2 separate regions of the Mus musculus genome follow, and region 1 is linked to region 2. A link is a contact called in public HiChIP or PLAC-seq data. All regions are on one chromosome and are shown on one strand. The core of a region is the stretch at or near the end of the contact, and the rest is flanking DNA. Distances in the headings are between cores, read along the strand shown. Region 1 overlaps Vwa3b (von Willebrand factor A domain containing 3B). Region 2 has its middle 26 kb from the start of Vwa3b.

Region 1 (4,726 bases), core at 491-2,990, 130 kb before region 2:
TGTGGGGCGGGGTCACCTTGAGGGAAACCATTTAACTGTGAACTCCATTGCTTTGATAGATGCAGAGCTCCCTATACTTTATATGAATCCAAGCTTTCATTCTCTGAAATGCATGCCCGCTACACCAAGGACCAGGTCTTACAGCAATTAAACATTGGCTTTGATGGAAACCACCGGACTGCTTTCCAATGTGGCTTGTATTTTATCCTCCAGCCAACAATGTGTTAGTGACCCTGTTTCTCCCCAACCTGCCAGCATGTAGTTTTCTCCGCCATTCTGACAGACATGGAGTGACATGTGCTGTAGCTTAGGTAGTATTCCTCTAAGGCTGGTAGCATCTGGCCTTCTGGGCTGTGCTGGTGGCATCTGGCCTCTTGGCCTGTGCTGGTGGGATCCAGCCTCCTGGGCTGTGCTGGTGGCATCTGGCCTTCTAGCCTGTGCTGGTGGGATCTGGCCTCCTGGCCTGTGCTGGTGGGATCTGGCCTCCTGGCCTGTGTTGGTGGGATCTGGCCTCCTGGCCTGTGCTGGTGGGATCTGGCCTCCTGGCCTGTGCTGGTGGGATCTGGCCTCCTGGCCTGTGCTGGTGGCATCTGGCCTCCTGGCCTGGCTTCTTTCCCACTTCTGTTGGGCCTCCTCAGTGGAATGTCTGATGTGTTTCCCAGGTTTTCTAGATGGACACTTTTTGTTTGTTTTTATAGCCCTGGGGTTTGAACCCTGGGTACTCTACATGCTAGGCCACTACTCTACCACCAACTTATATATCCCAGCCCCACTTTAAGTTTATGACAGGGTCTCATTAAAGTTCCCAGGCTAGCTATTCTAGTTTACTTTCTGTTACTGTGATAATACATTAGAAAGTACATAATATAAAATAAGCCAGGGTTTATTTCATTGTATTTCATCCTCTGAGTAGCTGACAGGGAAACAAATATTATATAATTTGTTATAATTTATATATTGGAGCCTGTGATTTACTTTGCGCATGCGTGCTCTCTGTGTGTGAAGATCAGCACTTAGACTGGGGTTTTGCCTGAGGACTGTCAGTTGTTCCAATTATTTGTTGAAAAGGTGGTCTTTCCCTCTTGGAATTGTTTTGAACCTCTGTCTAAAAGTCGGCAGGTTTGCTGTGCATGGGAACTCCTGCAACTGTTCCAACAGGGTCTGCAGCTCTTTCCCCACCAGGTTGTTGTCATTAGTATAGGGTGATCTCAGAGCACAGTCCCCTGAGGTCCTTTTGTCTGGTTCGGTTCTCAGAGGGTAGTCTCCTCAGACCAAGAGTTGTTCATATCTCTGATTTGTCCTGATAACAGTTCTAGGTCTCTACATACAAGAAGGAGAATGACGGCCGGGCAGTGGTGGCGCATGCCTTTAATCCCAGCACTTGGGAGGCAGAGACAGGCAGATTTCTGAGTTCGAGGCCAGCCTGGTCTACGGAGTGAGTTCCAGGACAGTCAAGGCTATACAGAGAAACCCTGTCTCGAAAAACCAAAAAAAAAAAAAAAAAAAAAAAACGGAGGAGAATGAGCAGTAAGCACGGTTTCCTACAGAAGAGCTCCCTGAGTTGATGACCCACAAATGTTGCATGTTCTGTCCTTGGGTTTTCAATTGTTCTTTGAAGCTGCAATGCCTGGTTAAGGGGGTGTGTAATATTCACTTCCTCACCTGCCTTTACAAGGAAGCCAAGCTGCCCTAAGGGAAGGTGACCTTCCTCAGCCTACCCCAGAGTAAGGGGTGTGGCTTTTAGAATAATAAACAGCTGGAAGCTGGAGCTGAGGCAGGAAGTACTGCAGGACTTCCAGGCAGGCAGAGATGCTGAGGGAAACAGGAGGAAGAAGAATGGAGGCTCGGCTGGAGTTGAGCAGAGCTGGAGTCCGGCTCTGAGGAACCATGTGGAGAGATGAAATGGCGGAGAATTGGACACTAGCTGAGAGACTGAGTCAGCAAAAAAAATAAATAAATAAAAATTAAAATCCCAATGCCTTTAAACTATACAGATGTCTCCACGCCTTAACTGAACCTCAAGCAGGAGCCTTAAAAACCTGGCAAACATTGAAATCACATCCTCAGGCCAGGGCTAGAGGGTCAGGGAATACTTTCAGTTACTCTGTCCCCTTTCCCCATCAGTGTGAATTATTTTATCAGATGGTCACATAGTTGCATTCCTTGAGAAGTTAAGAGGTAGCTAGTTAAAGGCCAGTATACGTGTGGTCTGGAGACATGGCCCAGTGGTTAAAGAGCGCTGGCTGTTCTTGCAAAGGACCCAGGTTCTATTCTTGCTTTGTTTTGTTTGTTGTTTTTGTTTTTGTTTTTGTTTTTGTTTCAAGACAGGGTTTCTCTGTGTAGCCCTGGCTGTCCTGGAACTCACTTTGTAGACCAGGCTGGCCTCGAACTTAGAAATCTGCCTGCCTCTGCCTTGCACCAGGGTCTATTCTTAACAGCCCTGTGGTGCTAACCATCTGTAACTCCAAGGCATTTGAGGCACTCTTCTGACCCCCATAGGCACAAGCATATTGCACGTAGACATACACGCAAACAAACACCTACACACAAAAGCAACAACTGAGGAGGAGGTGGAAGAGGAAAATGAAGAAGATCACAACAAAACTTACTAAGATCCTTGGGCCATTAGCCATGATAGGAGTTCCTGGCTTGTACCTGTGACCTTGATCCAGGCTCACATTGTCACAAGTTCTGAGATCCTCAGGCCACATTTGGACCAACCTTGGGGCATCATTACTGCACCAGCTGCTTTGCTTAGTTTTGTGTATGGCTGCAGTTCTCCCAGCTCAGGAGCTGATCTTTGAGACTCGTAACACTCTAATGAATGAATGCACGAACGAATGAATGAATGAGTGAACCATTTCCTCAGTGTGCCAAGTTCCCACCTGAGTATCCTGAATGGGATCCTTGCAGCCAAAGTTATAAGCTCGGAACTCGCCTCCGGTCAAGGCAGCAAGCTCCTTCAAGAACTCGTTCGCAACCTCATCGTTGTAACTGAAGGAGATGGCACAGATGGGGATGTTCTGAAAGAGTTTGACGTGGTCCATCACCATTTCTGGTGGCTGAAAAGATAACAAGGAGAATTTGAAGCCCTCTTCTGGCCCCCATACGTATCAGGCATGCATGTGGCAAACAGACATACATGCAGACAAACACCTATGCACAAAAGCAGTAATACAACATGTTTTTGGAAAGGGTAAAAGAGAAAGACAAATGATATAGTGTAAAAAAATAAATTCTTAGTATTTTCCACAGGTGGTCAAATTCTGAGATAGGAGTTGCTCACACAGTGTGTGATGTTTTTGTCAATATGTTAGTTCAATCCAATAAGCAAACTGCCTACCAAGGAGCATGGAGCCCCAAAGGCCACGCACAGTCTTCTCCCACTGAAGTCCCACATTGTGGTAGGAAAAAGGTTTGACAAGCAGAATCACCTCAACTTTAAGTGCATCTCAGCATAGAGGTCATGCAGTTGGGCTGTGGTCTGGGCTTGGGTGGAGAGCCATAGGAAGAATATCCTGGCTACTAGGATCCCATGTGTGGGTACCTGGCTTCCCAATTTGGCTTCCAAACATCTCTAACAAAAGAACAATTTCAGCTTTTGCCAAGTTGTAGTCCATTTGCTTTTGAGAGATAGAGGGAGAGGTTAAATGTTCTTTTGAGAACTGGGTATTTTATTTAGGGCCTATGTGGTACTTTGAATGAAAATGGTCCCTCAAGGCTCATAGGGAGTGGCAACTATTTGAAAGGATTCGGACCTGTGGCCTTGTTGGAATATGTTGGACCTTGTTGACAGAAGTGTATCACAGGGGATGGACATTGGGGTTTCATAAGCTCCGTCCAGGCCCAGTGTCTCTCTCTCTCTTCCTGCTACCGTAGGAACTTCGTTTTATAAGAGTTGCTATGATCGTGGTGTCTATTTTACAGTGACAAAACCCTGCCTAAAATGGCCGAAATTCCTGGTTACTCCTTAGAACCATCAGTTCAGCCTTTCAAGAATCATGGGAGGTCGCTGCCTGTCCACCCCTCTTGTCCTTTTTAACTATGAAGTCATGGCTTTCTTCTCATGACAATGATATCAGCTTAAAAAAAAAAAAAAAAGAGACAAGGATCATCAATGGTAACACAGTACAATTTACCTTTCAGTTAGGAATGACCAAACCATCCCAGTTCTGACTAACCTAGAAGTTTTCAAGGAGCGATTTCCTTTCTCAATAAAAAAGACACAACAAAAGAGTCTAATGTCCTTCTCCATTCTTGCAAAATGGATCTTTCTTTTGGAGCAGCTGCAGCCACGCTGTGACTATGTGGAAGAGAAATACATTCTAAGATGGCAGTGGTGGCGCATGCCTCTAATCCCAGCACCTGGGAGGCAGAGGCAGGCGGATTTCTGAGTTCAAGGCCAGCCTGGTCTACAGAGTGAGTTCCAGGACAGCCAGGCTACACAGAGAAACCCTGACTCGAAAAACAAACAAACAAACAAACAAACAAAAAGACAAGAGGAAGCCCGCCTTCTGGGACACATGTGTGGGCGGTTGTATAGCCAGAAGAGCTACAGCTGGATTTCCCACCCCTGCAAACGTCGCTCTTTACCATCTGACATTTGCCTGCTGTTCTGCCTTTCCTCAGCCATTCCCTCCAAGTGACAATGTAGCTAGCACCTCCACTTAACAGTGGAGTAACTGGTCTGTACAGTTAGGTTGGCCGACGTCACCAGTTTCTCTGG
Region 2 (4,613 bases), core at 2,106-4,605:
TGGCCAGTGCCATTGGGTGACTCGTTTGATGGATTCCTGAATATTTGAAAGGTGCTCGTGGACAGCCTAGGCATGACCTTGGAGCATGCCTGTTTCCTATATGCCTAGAGCCAAAGAGACAAAGCTGAGTTAGAGTGCTGCTGCTGAATCTAATCTATATGTACAAGTTTAAAACCTGAACAGATCAATAATCAAAATGCTGCTGATATTTCGCTGTCTGCTCGAAGCACTAGGTTTACAGGCATGCATCGCCATGGCCTCTGGGTTGGATCTATTTTAAAAGCATTAAAAGATTTTCCACCAGAGAACCGTCCTGGAGTCTCTGACACAGATCGTCCCTGTTAATAATAGCCCTCAGTAAAGCCTTCAGCCTGCTTGTCCCTTACAAGGGTGTAATGGCTCAGTGTATAGGGTTGAGCTCCAGTCTCACCTCTAAACGTCTCTGCTTGTTTTTCACTTGACATACACCATGAGGCTGCTCTGTGAAAGGAAAAACACAGCTCCCAGCTTCTGGTAAGTGGAGGCTCTGCCATCCATCCATGTAATCTAAACACCCCACCCTCCTGGATCGCAATTCTGCACGGCCGTGCCTTGGAAAAGGGCCTGGGCTAGACTTGCAAGTCACAGTCCAGCTTCAGATTCGTTGCCTGACCTTGGAAAAGTCCTGAACGCTGTCTTGTCTATTAAATCTCAGAAGAGATTTTTTTTTCCCCCAGTTCAAAAATTGTTCTATGACAGCACAATGCCTGAAGAAAAGTCTCTTGTGCTGTTTTCTGTTATTTTAATCAAAACATGGCTTGGATGCGTAATTCTAAAACAAATTATCCCCTTATGCAAATAAGGAAACGAAACGATATAATAAAGTTTAGCTGATAGAGATTGTGTTGATTTATGTGTACGCCTGTGCCCCTGTGAGAACATGCAAATGCATGCCCTGGCACAGAGGAAAGGAGATCAGCCACCTTTCCTTTGAGGCAGAGCCTCTCCCTGAACCTTCAGAGCCTGCCTTTTCAGCTTGACCAGAAGCCAACAAATCCCAGAGATACCGCTGACCCCACCTTCCACAGGGCCTGTTACCTGGATGCTGAGATCCAAAGTCCAGACTTAACAGTTGCACAGTTAGCACTTTAATGACCGAGCCTTCTCTCCGGTCCCTGTTTTATCATAATTTAATACCTTTTATTCATTAACAACCAGCATTATTAATTCAATGTGACAGACATTACTGGCTCGAATCAGTGCTCAAGCACTAGAAGATAACCTGACAGAAGTTGGTCCCTACTGTGTCTTCCCTGTGCTACTCAGCCCTCTCTCCCTTTCCCCCTTTTGAGCAGTTAGGAAATTTTCTTTTTTTCTTTTTTTTTTTTCCATGTGGTTGCTGGGATTTGAACTCAGGACCTTTGGAAGAGCAATCGGTGCTCTTAACCACTGAGCCATCTCTCCAGCCTGGAAATTTTCTTTAAGCCTTGGCTTCCTCTCACTTTCACGTGGGAGAGGAATTCTTGTCTACATCATACGCTTTGTCCTCTGTCCCCTAGCCTGTAGTTATTAGAGTGAGATTATGTGACATCAAATGCCGCTGCATTGGTGGCTGGGCCCAGCAGACAGCTTCCAGATGATTCCAGAATGTCCTCCATTGCTTCTGTTGGGTGATCACTGAAATAAAAGCACAAGAGTTTAATATTTTCTCCTAAGTGCCAGGCGGTGGTAGCACACCTTTAGTCCCAGCACTCAGGAGACAGAAGCATTCAGATTTCTGAGTTCAAGGCCAGCCTGGTCTACAGAATCTTGTCAGAGTTGTCTCTCTCCTTTCATTAGGTGATAGATCAGTTCAATCTAGGCATATAGCTTATGAATATAACTGGGTTATGTATTTTTTATACAGGCTTATTGGGATAAGAAATTACCTGGGCTGGAGAGATGGCTCAGCGGTTAAGAGCACTGACTGCTCTTCCAGAAGTCCAGAGTTCAATTCCCAGCAAACACATGGTGGCTCACGACCATCTGTAATGGGATCCGATGCCCTCCTCTGGTGTGTCTGAAGACAGCTACAGTGTACTCATATAAATAAGATGTATAAATGTTTAAAAAAAAAAGGGGGAAGGAAGGAAGGGACGGAGGGAGGGATGGAGGAAGGGAGGGAGAGAGAGAGAAAGAAGAGAGAAAGAAAGAAAGAAAGAAAGAAAGAAAGAAAGAAAGAAAGAAAGAAAGAAAGAAAGAAAGAAAAGAAGGAAGGAAGGAAGGAAGGAAGGAAGGAAGGAAGGAAGGAAGGAAGGAAGGAAGGGAGGGAGGAAGGAACCACAACAGATGGGCATGGTGGTGCATAGCTGTAATCTTAGTACTCAGAAGGTTGAGGCAGGAGGATGCTAAACAGGGGGAGTACCTGGGCTATGTTCTAAGACTCCAGAGTTGGGGAGGATACACATCCATTACATTGCAAAGTGTCATCAGATTCAAGATGACTTATCCAAGGTCTCCATTTTTTTCCACTCCCCACTAACTAGTAAAAAAATGGGTTGATAAGGTCCAAGCCAAAAGGCATATTACTCAGAGGGAAACAGGCTGGCAGGGGTGCCATCTACTGGGCCAGCTTCCTGAACGCTGGGGTTATAGGGCTAAACTATTAGGCCAGGCTTTTTCTGTTTCCTTTCTTTTTGTATGAACTTTTATTTAATTTATTAAACAGTCTTAAAAAGTTTCCACTATGGTCTTTTAAAGACCTTATCAGAAAGCATTACCATTTTTGCTTTCCTTATCAAAAGTTACTCAAGATCAGAAGGGAAGATAGACTAGATGACGTTTTGTTTTGGTTTAGTTTTTCGAGATATTGTTTCCTCTGTGTAGCCCTGGCTGTCTTGGAACTCATTCTGTAGACCAGGCTGGGCTTGAACTCAGAGATCTGCCTGCCTTTCCCTCCCAAGTGCTGGGATTAAAAATGTGTGCCACCACTGCCCAGTCCTGAGTTCCTTATTTTTCCTGCCTTTCTACAGTTTCTTCTTCTTCAATTCCTTTTTGTGTAGAGAACTTCCTTTAGTCATTATTTGGGGATCCGTCTGCTGGTGACAAGTTTCTTTACCTTCCCTTTATCTGCGGATGCCTTGGTCCTTTGATTTTATACACTGTTCGCACCAGATAAAAGATTCCAAGCTGAGTTCTTCTTTCAGCTATGAACAAGGTTCGTGCCTCCGTGTTTTCTGATGAGTGCTCTCTTGTTATTAAAGTTCTTTTCACCCACAGAGAAAATCTTTCTGATTTTTTTTCCCCAGATTGTTTTCCTTCTCTTTGTTACCCTTCAGACCCTGGACAAGGGGCTGAGGTATTTTACGTATCAAAGCAGACCTGGCCTCCAGGCTCTCCCAGCATCCCTCAGTCCCTTCCTGGCATATCCTGCTCCCAACCCTGAACTTTCCAGATCAGGGGCTGAGCTGCCTTCCCCCACCCCCCCAGGCACTCTTCCCTACATAATCCAGAGGTGTTGTTCTTCTTCTCTCTCTCTCTCCCTTCCCTCTCTCTGTCTTTCTCTCTTCCCTCTCCCCCCCCCTCTCTCCCTCTCCATTTGTAACTTCCCTGACCTCCGTCCTTGTGACCATTGAACTTGCCCGAAAGCAGCTTCCCAATAAACCTGCTTTATTTATTATTTATAGTAAACCTGTTTACTATACTCTAATCTGGTTTTAACTGGCTCATTACTAAATGGAGAGATAACTTATCACTCTTTAGTCTTCAGACATTTCCTCATGCCTGTGGGATGCTGCCTGCCTCCTCCTCCCCCTCTTCATCTTCCTCCTCCTTCCTCTTCCTCACTTTCCTCCTCCTTCATCTTCTTCCTCCTCCCCCTTCTTCTGCTCCTTCCTCTTCTTTATCTTCCTCCTTCTCCTCCTCCTTCTTCCTCCTCTGCCCCTCTTCCTTTCTCTCTCTCTTCCTGCTGTTTCTTATTAGTGGTTTTGGTTTGTTTTTTTGTTTTGTTTTTTTAAGCCTTAATTCCCTTTGTTGTATTCTTGGTATCTTTCTTTTGTGTCTTTAGGTGACTTGTCAAGTCTGAGGAGTATTTCAGTCCCTACATCTTCTAGCATCTTTTTTTTTTTTTTTTTTAATTCTACGCTCTTTCTCTATTTTCTCGAGACAAGTATTAGGTCTTTTGTCACAGGAAAATAAATGCTACGATCTAGTCAACACTAAATTTTTTTTCTTTTGAAATTATAATTTAACTACAGCATTCATCCCTTTTCTTTCCTCCCTCCAAACCTTCCTCACTCTCCTTCAAACCCATGCTCCCTCTGTGTGTGTGTGTGTGTGTGTGTGTTATTGCATGCATATATGTGTACAGAAATCCGTACACTTACTTGTTGAAGTTGGGTCGTTTCTGTTGTTCTAGCTTTGTAGTCTCTCATTCTCTCTCCGGCTTCTTCCTTTTACTGAGCTTGCCTGTTGTAGTTTCCAGTTGTTACACTGTCCAGTTCTAAAATGTCCACTTCTTTCTTTACATCTTTCTTATGCTCTAATCATGTGTATATGTGGGAGGAGAGGTATGCATGTGAGTGCAGGGACCCACAAGGCCAGGGCCATAAGATCCCCTGGAGCTGGAGTGACAGGTGTTGTGAGCCTCAAACATG

What was found. HiChIP or PLAC-seq counts read pairs in DNA pulled down with a chosen protein or histone mark.
Region 1: a contact with region 2 is called in an H3K27ac HiChIP or PLAC-seq map of embryonic stem cells, with 7 read pairs. The contact joins two enhancer-like sites. A contact is called at or near these places in 4 of 484 Hi-C or Micro-C datasets (myocytes, nephron progenitors, pancreatic cancer cells and 1 more), 2 of 115 datasets of contacts at active chromatin or transcription factors (bone marrow-derived dendritic cells and embryonic stem cells) and 1 of 9 other capture datasets (pancreatic islet).

What each region holds. Positions count from the first base shown.
Region 1 is chr1:37,127,220-37,131,945 of GRCm38.p6, reverse strand. It overlaps Vwa3b (von Willebrand factor A domain containing 3B), which reads right to left. Exons shown (of 28, transcript NM_001370828.1): 14 at 2,886-3,062. Among named protein-coding and RNA genes, the nearest start is that of Gm37020, 21 kb to the left of the region's middle. Within about 2 kb of position 1,740, at least 11 of the 459 cell types and tissues checked have an H3K27ac peak or open chromatin away from gene starts, as enhancers often do. A contact at or near this core is called in embryonic stem cells, where this site is marked.
Region 2 is chr1:37,000,618-37,005,230 of GRCm38.p6, reverse strand. No RefSeq gene overlaps it. Among named protein-coding and RNA genes, the nearest start is that of Vwa3b, 26 kb to the left of the region's middle. Within about 2 kb of position 3,355, at least 91 of the 459 cell types and tissues checked have an H3K27ac peak or open chromatin away from gene starts, as enhancers often do. A contact at or near this core is called in embryonic stem cells, where this site is marked.